Linked DNA regions of Anser cygnoides: region 2 is linked to region 1. Evidence: chromatin contacts called from public Hi-C data. All regions are on one chromosome and are shown on one strand. Each heading gives the region's core, a stretch centred on a gene start, on an enhancer-like site or on the middle of the called end of the contact. The rest is flanking DNA. Distances are from core to core; before and after follow the strand shown. Region 1 holds the start of MASP1 (MBL associated serine protease 1). Region 2 holds the start of C9H2orf72 (chromosome 9 C2orf72 homolog).

Region 1 (3,692 bases), core at 578-3,077:
TGCTCCCCGCTAGCACACTCCTTTTCTTTTCTTTTCTTTTCTTTTCTTTTCTTTTCTTTTCTTTTCTTTTCTTTTCTTTTCTTTTCTTTTCTTTTCTTTTCTTTTCTTTTCTTTTCTTTTCTTTTCTTTTCTTTTCTTTTCTTTTCTTTTCTTTTCTTTTCTTTTCTTTTCTTTTCTTTTCTTTTCTTTTCTTTTCTTTTCTTTTCTTTTCTTTTCTTTTCTTTTCTTTTCTTTTCTTTTCTTTTCTTTTCTTTTCTTTTCTTTTCTTTTCTTCTTTTTTCTTCTCTTCTCTTCTCTTCTCTTCTCCTCTCCTCTCTTCTCTTCTCCTCTCCTCTCTTCTCCTCTCCTCTCTTCTCTTCTCCTCTCTTTCTTTTCTTTTTTCTTTTCTCTTCTCTTCATTTCTTACTTGCTCTTCTCTTCGCTTCTCTTTTACTTTTCCCTTCGCTTCTCTTCATTTTGCTTTTTCTCTTCTCTCTTCTCTTTTCCCTCTTCAGTTCTCTTCAGTTCTTAGGGTACCACTCACCCCAAATGAAGAAGGACACAGAAGTTAAGATCCACAGAGACCTTTTGTCATCAAACTCAGATTTAAAAAAAATCTGATCCAAGAGAGTTTGTCCCAGTTGCCAACTTGTTTGTGCCCGAGGAGGGCACAGAGGACAGCGATTGCAGGTCACCCTGCAGCCGCCAGCTGACTGCACACCAGCCTGGAGCTCCATTCGAGCAGGAAGGCGAGCGCCAGCGGAGCAGTTCTCAGTGCAAGGGGGGAGCAAGCCCCTGCCCGGGCTGGGGGTGCAAACTCGAACGCCCATGGCATTGCATGGGACCCGGCCGGAGGAGAGACCTCCGTCTTTTTACAGCACACAGAGGAACAGAAACATGCAGGAAATTAGAGCCATTAGAGAAAATTTCCGCTTTCTAAAATAGGTACTAGGGCCTGGCAGAGGCTTGTAGGTGTATATTACAGTCGCTGGAACTACCCACACGTGCACGCACACACGGTTTCAGAAGCAGGGCTTGATTAAGGTATGCTGATGAGGAAATTGAATCTATATAAGCGGATTATTTTTAACCTGTCTGCGTTCTTTCAAAACCAGGGCAGTAGTTTTCTGGGGCTCGTCTGTCTCGTGCTGCCGCTCGCCCCGGCCCCCGGGTACAAAGCAAAGTCGCGGGGCACCGACAAACTTGGGCCGACTTTTCATCCGAGCGGACTGAGGTTGAACATGCCTTTTTCTGACGGCTCGTCTGAAACCACAAAAATGTGCGAAGGGAAAAAAATCTGTTTCTCTTCTGCTCGGGGGCTGGCGGAAACGGGCATCACCCCCTCCGCTTCGCCTGGCCTTCAGCGCCGCCGGCTCGCCCCGCATCCAGCTCCTCTCCGCGAGTCCCGGTCCCGCTCCGGAGTGAAACCGGCGCCGCCCCCCAACCACCCCCCAGTGCCCCCCGGAGCCCGTGTGCGGCTCTCCCCCGCCGCATCGCCCCTCGTCCCGGAGGCACTCACCTCATGTCTCTGCCGGGAGAGCTCCCCGAGGGGCTGGGGAGGCAGGGGAGGGCGGCTGGCTGGGCGGCGGGGGCCGGCTTCGCCTCCTTCCCCACGCTCCGCTGTCCGCCTTATCTCTGGCCGGAGATTTGTGAGCGTGTGCGCGCCTCTGCGTGTGTGTCTGGAGTTGTCTGGCATTTTCCATGCAGGTCACGCCTTCCCCTGCCTGCAACGGTTCCCCACATCCCCGCACGCACACACGGACCTGCCTGCGCTGAAGGCTCTCTCCTTCTTCCTCTCCTCTCCTCTCCTCTCCTCTCCTCTCCTCTCCTCTCCTCTCCTCTCCTCTCCTCTCCTCTCCTCTCCTCTCCTCTCCTCTCCTCTCCTCTCCTCTCCTCTCCTCTCCTCTCCTCTCCTCTCCTCTCCTCTCCTCTCCTCTCCTCTCCTCTCCTCTCCTCTCCTCTCCTCTCCTCTCCTCTCCTCTCCTCTCCTCTCCTCTCCTCTCCAGCAACCGCTGAGAAGTTTTTGTCTTCCCTAAGCTCCAGAGTTTTGTGTGTGTGTGTGCCCATGCACATTGTGTGCTTTTTTTTTTTTTCTTTCTCCCTCTCTCATTTTTTTATCCTACAGTCTGCTTTGCCAGATGGCTAAAATTTGCCTCTCAATAGGGACGGGAGCCTCCAGCAAAAACAGAAGGCAAGAACGTGTGAAAAAAAAACCTGCACAGAAGTGAAGAGCTGCGGGGATGTGCTGCAGCTGGGACCCGCGCTCAGGACCCGATTTCAGCTTCTCCACCCCGAGCTGCTCTGGGCTTGGGGCTGCGGTCTGGTTCCTGCGAAACTTTCCGCTGGTGGCAGTCGGGATAAAGGCGAGAGCCGGCTGGGAACCTCCTGCAGGGCTCGGGGCTGGCTGGACTCTGCATTTTGTCCCAGGGCAAAAGAGCAGCTTCGGATGTGGACTCTGCTCGGGAGGGAGAGCTGCAGATGCCAAAGCTGCAGGTCCGAAGCCTGACTCCCTCCTGGCGAGGTGAGGACCTGCACGCTGCCCACCGAGCCATGGGACATTGGTTCCCCTTCCCTGCCCCAGGAACAAGCAAACCCCAAGCCCTCCTGCCTGCACAACCCGAATCGTTCCTTAGGGCTGCCTTAGGGTGCAAGTGGCCCCCTCGTCCAGAAACGCCAAGCTCGGAGACATCAAGAGCAAAACTTTCATAGCTGGTGACCAACTTCAGCTTGAGCTGGTTAACGTACACCCTGCAGACACCCCCTGGCAGGCACGGGTACAGCTGCGGCGCGTTAAAAGGCACAAAAACAAGGGGCAGGGAGACGGGGATGTGCTGGCACCGCTCCCCCAGCAGCAGCTCCCAGCCCTCCCCAGCCTCTGCCATTAAAGTGGCAATGGTAACTCGCCTGCCCCTTCGGCTACGTGCAGCCCCCCAGAAGCTGGGAGGGAAGAGGTCTGGGGGGAGGAAAATGGGGTGGTTTTTCCATTCCTTGCCTTTGTGCTCTGGGGGCTGACAGCTCCTTGGCTTTCAGCTCTGAAACCGCTTCTCTCGCTCCCATGGGTCCCTGGTTCTGTGCCGGGGAAGAAATGGCACCTAGGAGACTCAGCCGGGTAAAATAGAAAAATATGAGTGGAAAAGCACTGGAAGAATAGCAGGAAGGCTCTGGGCAAAGGGGAGATCTCACTCTGCCATTTTTTCTGCCTCTGTTTGGGAAGTTTTAACAGCTCATCACTGTACAAACACCAGCTCTCGCTCATGTTAACACACCCAGGCAAGCTGATCAAACTAATTAATAGCTCAGCAACGTGTCAAACGCAGGGCTTTATTTTTGCAGGCAAGTGTGCTCTTGTCTGAATACATTGTGATCTATTTTTTTCCCTGCCTGTTCTGCAGGGTGGGTCCTTCATGCACTCATTTTTCCACCATGACAACCTCCTATAGCTTTTTGGAACAACTCCTGCACTTCAGGAGCAGCTCTAAGCCTCGTGTGACACTTCCTTTGCCTGCTGATGCCTCTTTCAAGCCAGATCACTGAGGGCCAAAGTCTGTGTTTGCACTGCGAGGCTGGCAGTGGCAATGCAAGTTCAATGTGCATCCAGCCCGTGCTGCTGGGCACAGCAGGGTTGAAAGCATCCACGCCGACCGCGGAGCACTGGAGGGCAGGGGAGGATGAAAATCAATGCAGACCCCAGCAGCAGCACTCTGTGCTGCTTG
Region 2 (3,885 bases), core at 17-2,516, 310 kb before region 1:
CACGCCTCGCCTCTCGCCTCGAGGCCCCGGTGACACCCAGCTTTCATCCTGCCACCCTCACGGTGCTCACACTGGCCACCAACAGCATGTGGTTTGACACCCAAACGCCCACTTGTTCTGACTCATTCCGTGAAGCCGACACGAGCACTTTCCTCCCGCAGGACCTGCGGCACGGGCTGCGCCCCGAGCCCCCGTCCCCTGGACGTAAGCACGGTGTGCCACCACGTCACAGCTGCCACGTGCCACATCCCTGCCATCCAAGCGCTGCTTCGGCGCTTCCCAACCTTCCCTGGCTGCCAGGGCTGAGATTCCCACCGGGAAGGGGCAGATCCCACCGGGAAGGCTCAGACTCCACCAGCACGGAGCCGATCCCTTTGGGAACAGCCAGATCTCCCTGGAGAGGGGCAGAGGCTCCGCAACGGCGCAGCTCCCGTGGCGGAGAGCCGGGTCCAGCCGAGGAGGGATTGATCCCACCGGCCAGCGGAGCAAATCCCATTGCAGAAGGCCAAATCCCATTGAGAAGCAGCACTTCTCCTTGGGATGGGCTCCCATCGGGATGGCACAGACCCCACGGGGAAGCACCACGCGGCTCCCTGACCCACCCGGGCGGGATGCCCACCCTGTGCCCGGTACCCCCGGTACCTGCGGGGTGCTGCAGGGCCGCTCGCAGAGCTCGGCAGGCTGCGGCACGGCACTCTCGGAGGGCTGCGGGGCTGCCGGGGCTGTAGCGAGCCCCCTGCACGGTTCCCGGGGCCGGGAAGTGGCGGCGGAGGGTGGCGTCCAGCACGGCCGCGTCCTCCCCGTCCCCCCCGGGCAGGAGGACACCGACGACGGCGGCGGGCGGCGGCCCCGGGGGGAGGCGGCCCCGCACGTCCCGCACCACCTCCCGCAGCCGTGCCCGGTTCCCTCGGCCCCTCGCCGCCCCGCCGCGGCACAGCACCAGCAGCAGCCCCGCCGCCAGCGCCCGCCGCCCTCCGCCGCCCCGCGACCGGCACCGGGAGCGGGAGGGGCAGCCCGGTATCGGTCCCGGTGTCGGTCCCGGTGCCGGAGGAGCCTCGTCTCCCAGCAAGTCTCGGGCGAACGAGGCCAAGGCGGAGGCCGCCGGAGCTCCCTCGGCCACCTCGGCCACCAGCAGCACCGCCCGCCGCCCGCCCGCCCGCTCCACCAGCGCCCGCAGCTCCCGCAGCTCCTCCGCAGCCTCCATCCTCCGCAGCCTCCTCCGCAGCCTCCGCCGAGCCCGGCCCGCAGCAGCGCACCGCCCCCCGGCCCGCCTCCCGGCACCGGGCCCGGAGCTCCGCAAGGGGCTGGCCCCATCCCAACCCCATCCCTTCCCACCCCAACCGGCCCCAAAGCATCCCCCCGGTCCCATCCCCCCCCCCCCCCCGGTGCGCCGAGGCCCCCGGCGAACTCGGGAGGTGCTGGAAGGCAGGTGAGAGAAGGTGGGAAGGGGTAGAGGAGGATGTGAGGGTCGCGAAGGGGGCGTGCATGAGGCACCGTGACTGCACGCCCCACGGGTGTAATGTGCACCCCCAGTGTGTGACACGCTGTGACACGGGGTGGCGGTGGGGTGGCCTCCGTGGGCACCTCGGGCTGTAGCCCACAGCTGGCTGTGCTATAACCGCGATAACACCACGCCGTGGGGAATAGCTAGCACCCCAAGGGCCATACCCACCCCACGGCTCACAGGTTCCCCAATTCCTGCACGAGCGCAAAGCCCCAGAAGCACCACAAAGCCAAGCTGCGTCCCCACCCCACACGCTGCACCTCGGGGTCCCTTCCCACGCAATCCCCCTTCGCTCCCCCTCTGCAAACACCGCATCCCCCCCCCAGCACAAACACAGCCCCTCAGCCCCACCGGCCCTGGGACACGTCCCATGGGAGCACAGGATGTTTGCAGGGGTAAGTGCGGGGCTATAATTAGGATTTCAGTGCTGGCACGTGTTTAACAGCCCTGGCACAGGGAAGAGGCCACGAGCGAGCTCTGCCAGCCGACAGTGAATGAACGCCACATGAGGGCCAGTGCAGTGCCCAGCCCCGGCGTTGGCACGCCTGGAGGTGAACCAGGAAGCTCTTACCCGCAGCACACGCGGTTAACACTTTCCCTATTCCGTGTCATAAACAGGTCCCAGACTCCCCCCAAACATTTAATAGCTCCCAGTTTGATAGGGAACGAATGGCTCAGAGGTGCCAGCGGCAGGCAGCTGCCCTTGCAGAGCACCTCTGTGGGACACGGAGGTCTCAGAGCGCCGAGGATGAAAGCAGAGCAGAAATCCATGCACCCACCCAGCCACCTGGGGTCTGTGATTGCCAAGAGGTGCCCCTAAGGTGGCAGAGCCAGCGTGCCCGCTCCCTGACTTTCCCCTTGGCCACCAGCAGCTCCTCAGTCACAGCCGAGGTGGGGCAGCTCAGGGAGGTCGCTGTGTGCCACCAGTTTTAAGCCAGGAAAATGCGTGGTCCAGCTACAACGGGCTTAGCAAACGCTGCCCCACGCCAGCACCGTGGGGCTGGACAGCCTGGGCAAGGGTTTCAGAGAGTTTCTGCCCTAGCTCTTAGTAAAAGTAACTTACTCATTGACTAGTGCTGATAACCAGGTTGGGGGAGATAAACCAGGAGGATTAGGGCCCTCTTCCAAAGATCAGGGTCTGTTGTTGCAAGAGGCTACGGTCCCGCGCCAGCGTGGGGATCCTGAGAGCAGATGTCAGCGTGCCAGGGCTACAGTCGGACACAGTTCAACAGCCAGGTCTGGCCTTAATGTTGCCCAGGTTTTGCATTTACAAGGATTTCCTCTCATCTGGTCAGAATCCTGCTCGTGGCCCTGCATTTTATCCGGGGGAGAAGAGCCCTGGGTGCAGTCAGCACCAGGAGCCGTGCCAGGAGCAGCATCAGGGCCATCAGGAAGGTGCAGGTCCCCAGCAGCCCACAGCCCTGGGGTTTCTCTGCTCACACCTTCCCCTCTGACAGAATTTTAGGTATGGATCTCATGCCGGGGGTTCTCCAGAAGCCAGCCACAAGCAGAAGGGCTCCAGGAAGGGATCTGTACAACAAGACAGCTGAAGAGCTCCTCCCTGCAAGCACCAAGCCAAGGAAAAGCTCTTGCTTTGGCCAGTTTGACCAGGGGAAGAGCAGAACCTGTTTGCTCCGAGGACGTGGGGCGCTCCCTGCAAACCAGCCCCACGGCACGTTAAAACTGCACGCCAGCCTGCCAAAACGCCGCTGGCACATCCTGCAGCGTGGTAGTGCCAGCAACACCCCACCTGATGTGCAAAGACCACCACAGCATCGGGCTCGCAGGGCTCTTCTCAACCAGTGCTGTGCGAGTGGCTCGCACAGAGACCCCAAAGTGCCTCGGGAAGGGGGCTTTCGGCAGGTCGCTCCCCGGGTTGATGAAGTTTTTCCTTGTGGGGAGGGTACAGGAAAAACCGCAGGGATCTTCCCGGCTCAGCCCAGAACAAGCACTGCTGGCTGTTTCTCCTCGGTGGCCCTGACGTTTAAACTGCCAGCACAGTCACCCAAAAACTAATATTTGGGAACGGATGGAGCCGTTCTTTGCGGCCTCTGCGATTGTATAGTTAATTTTGGGTACACATCTACCACTGCCAGAGGGGGCTGGTTAGAAAGGTGAATGTCACCCACAATACCCAAACAACCTCGTTTACATTTCCTTACTCATTAACAGAGGCAAGATCTAACAGCAAACACACCTTTATCTCCCCTTGTGTTACAGAGATACAGAGATACAGCTCGCACGGGTCAGAGGCAGTCCCCAACAAAGCGACTTCAGAGCTCTGGCCGGCATCCGAGCAGAAACCCAGATGTGTTTACAAGGCCCGGCACTCTGCCCTTTGCCTTCAGACAGCAATCTGACAGAAACGCTTGTAGAAAATC

What was found. A called contact is a pair of places that touch in the nucleus more often than the background predicts.
Region 2: a contact with region 1 is called in a Hi-C map of liver, with 2.1 times the contacts expected there. The contact joins the promoter of C9H2orf72 here to the promoter of MASP1 in region 1. A contact is called at or near these places in 2 of 7 Hi-C or Micro-C datasets (both in liver).

The regions. Positions count from the first base shown.
Region 1 is chr9:16,433,773-16,437,464 of Taihu_goose_T2T_genome, reverse strand. MASP1 (MBL associated serine protease 1) reads right to left here and starts at 1,827. Exons shown (of 16, transcript XM_048076878.2): 1 at 1,499-1,827. The coding sequence starts at 1,503.
Region 2 is chr9:16,742,644-16,746,528 of Taihu_goose_T2T_genome, reverse strand. It overlaps C9H2orf72 (chromosome 9 C2orf72 homolog), which reads right to left and starts at 1,266. Exons shown (of 3, transcript XM_048076852.2): 1 at 643-1,266. The coding sequence starts at 1,204.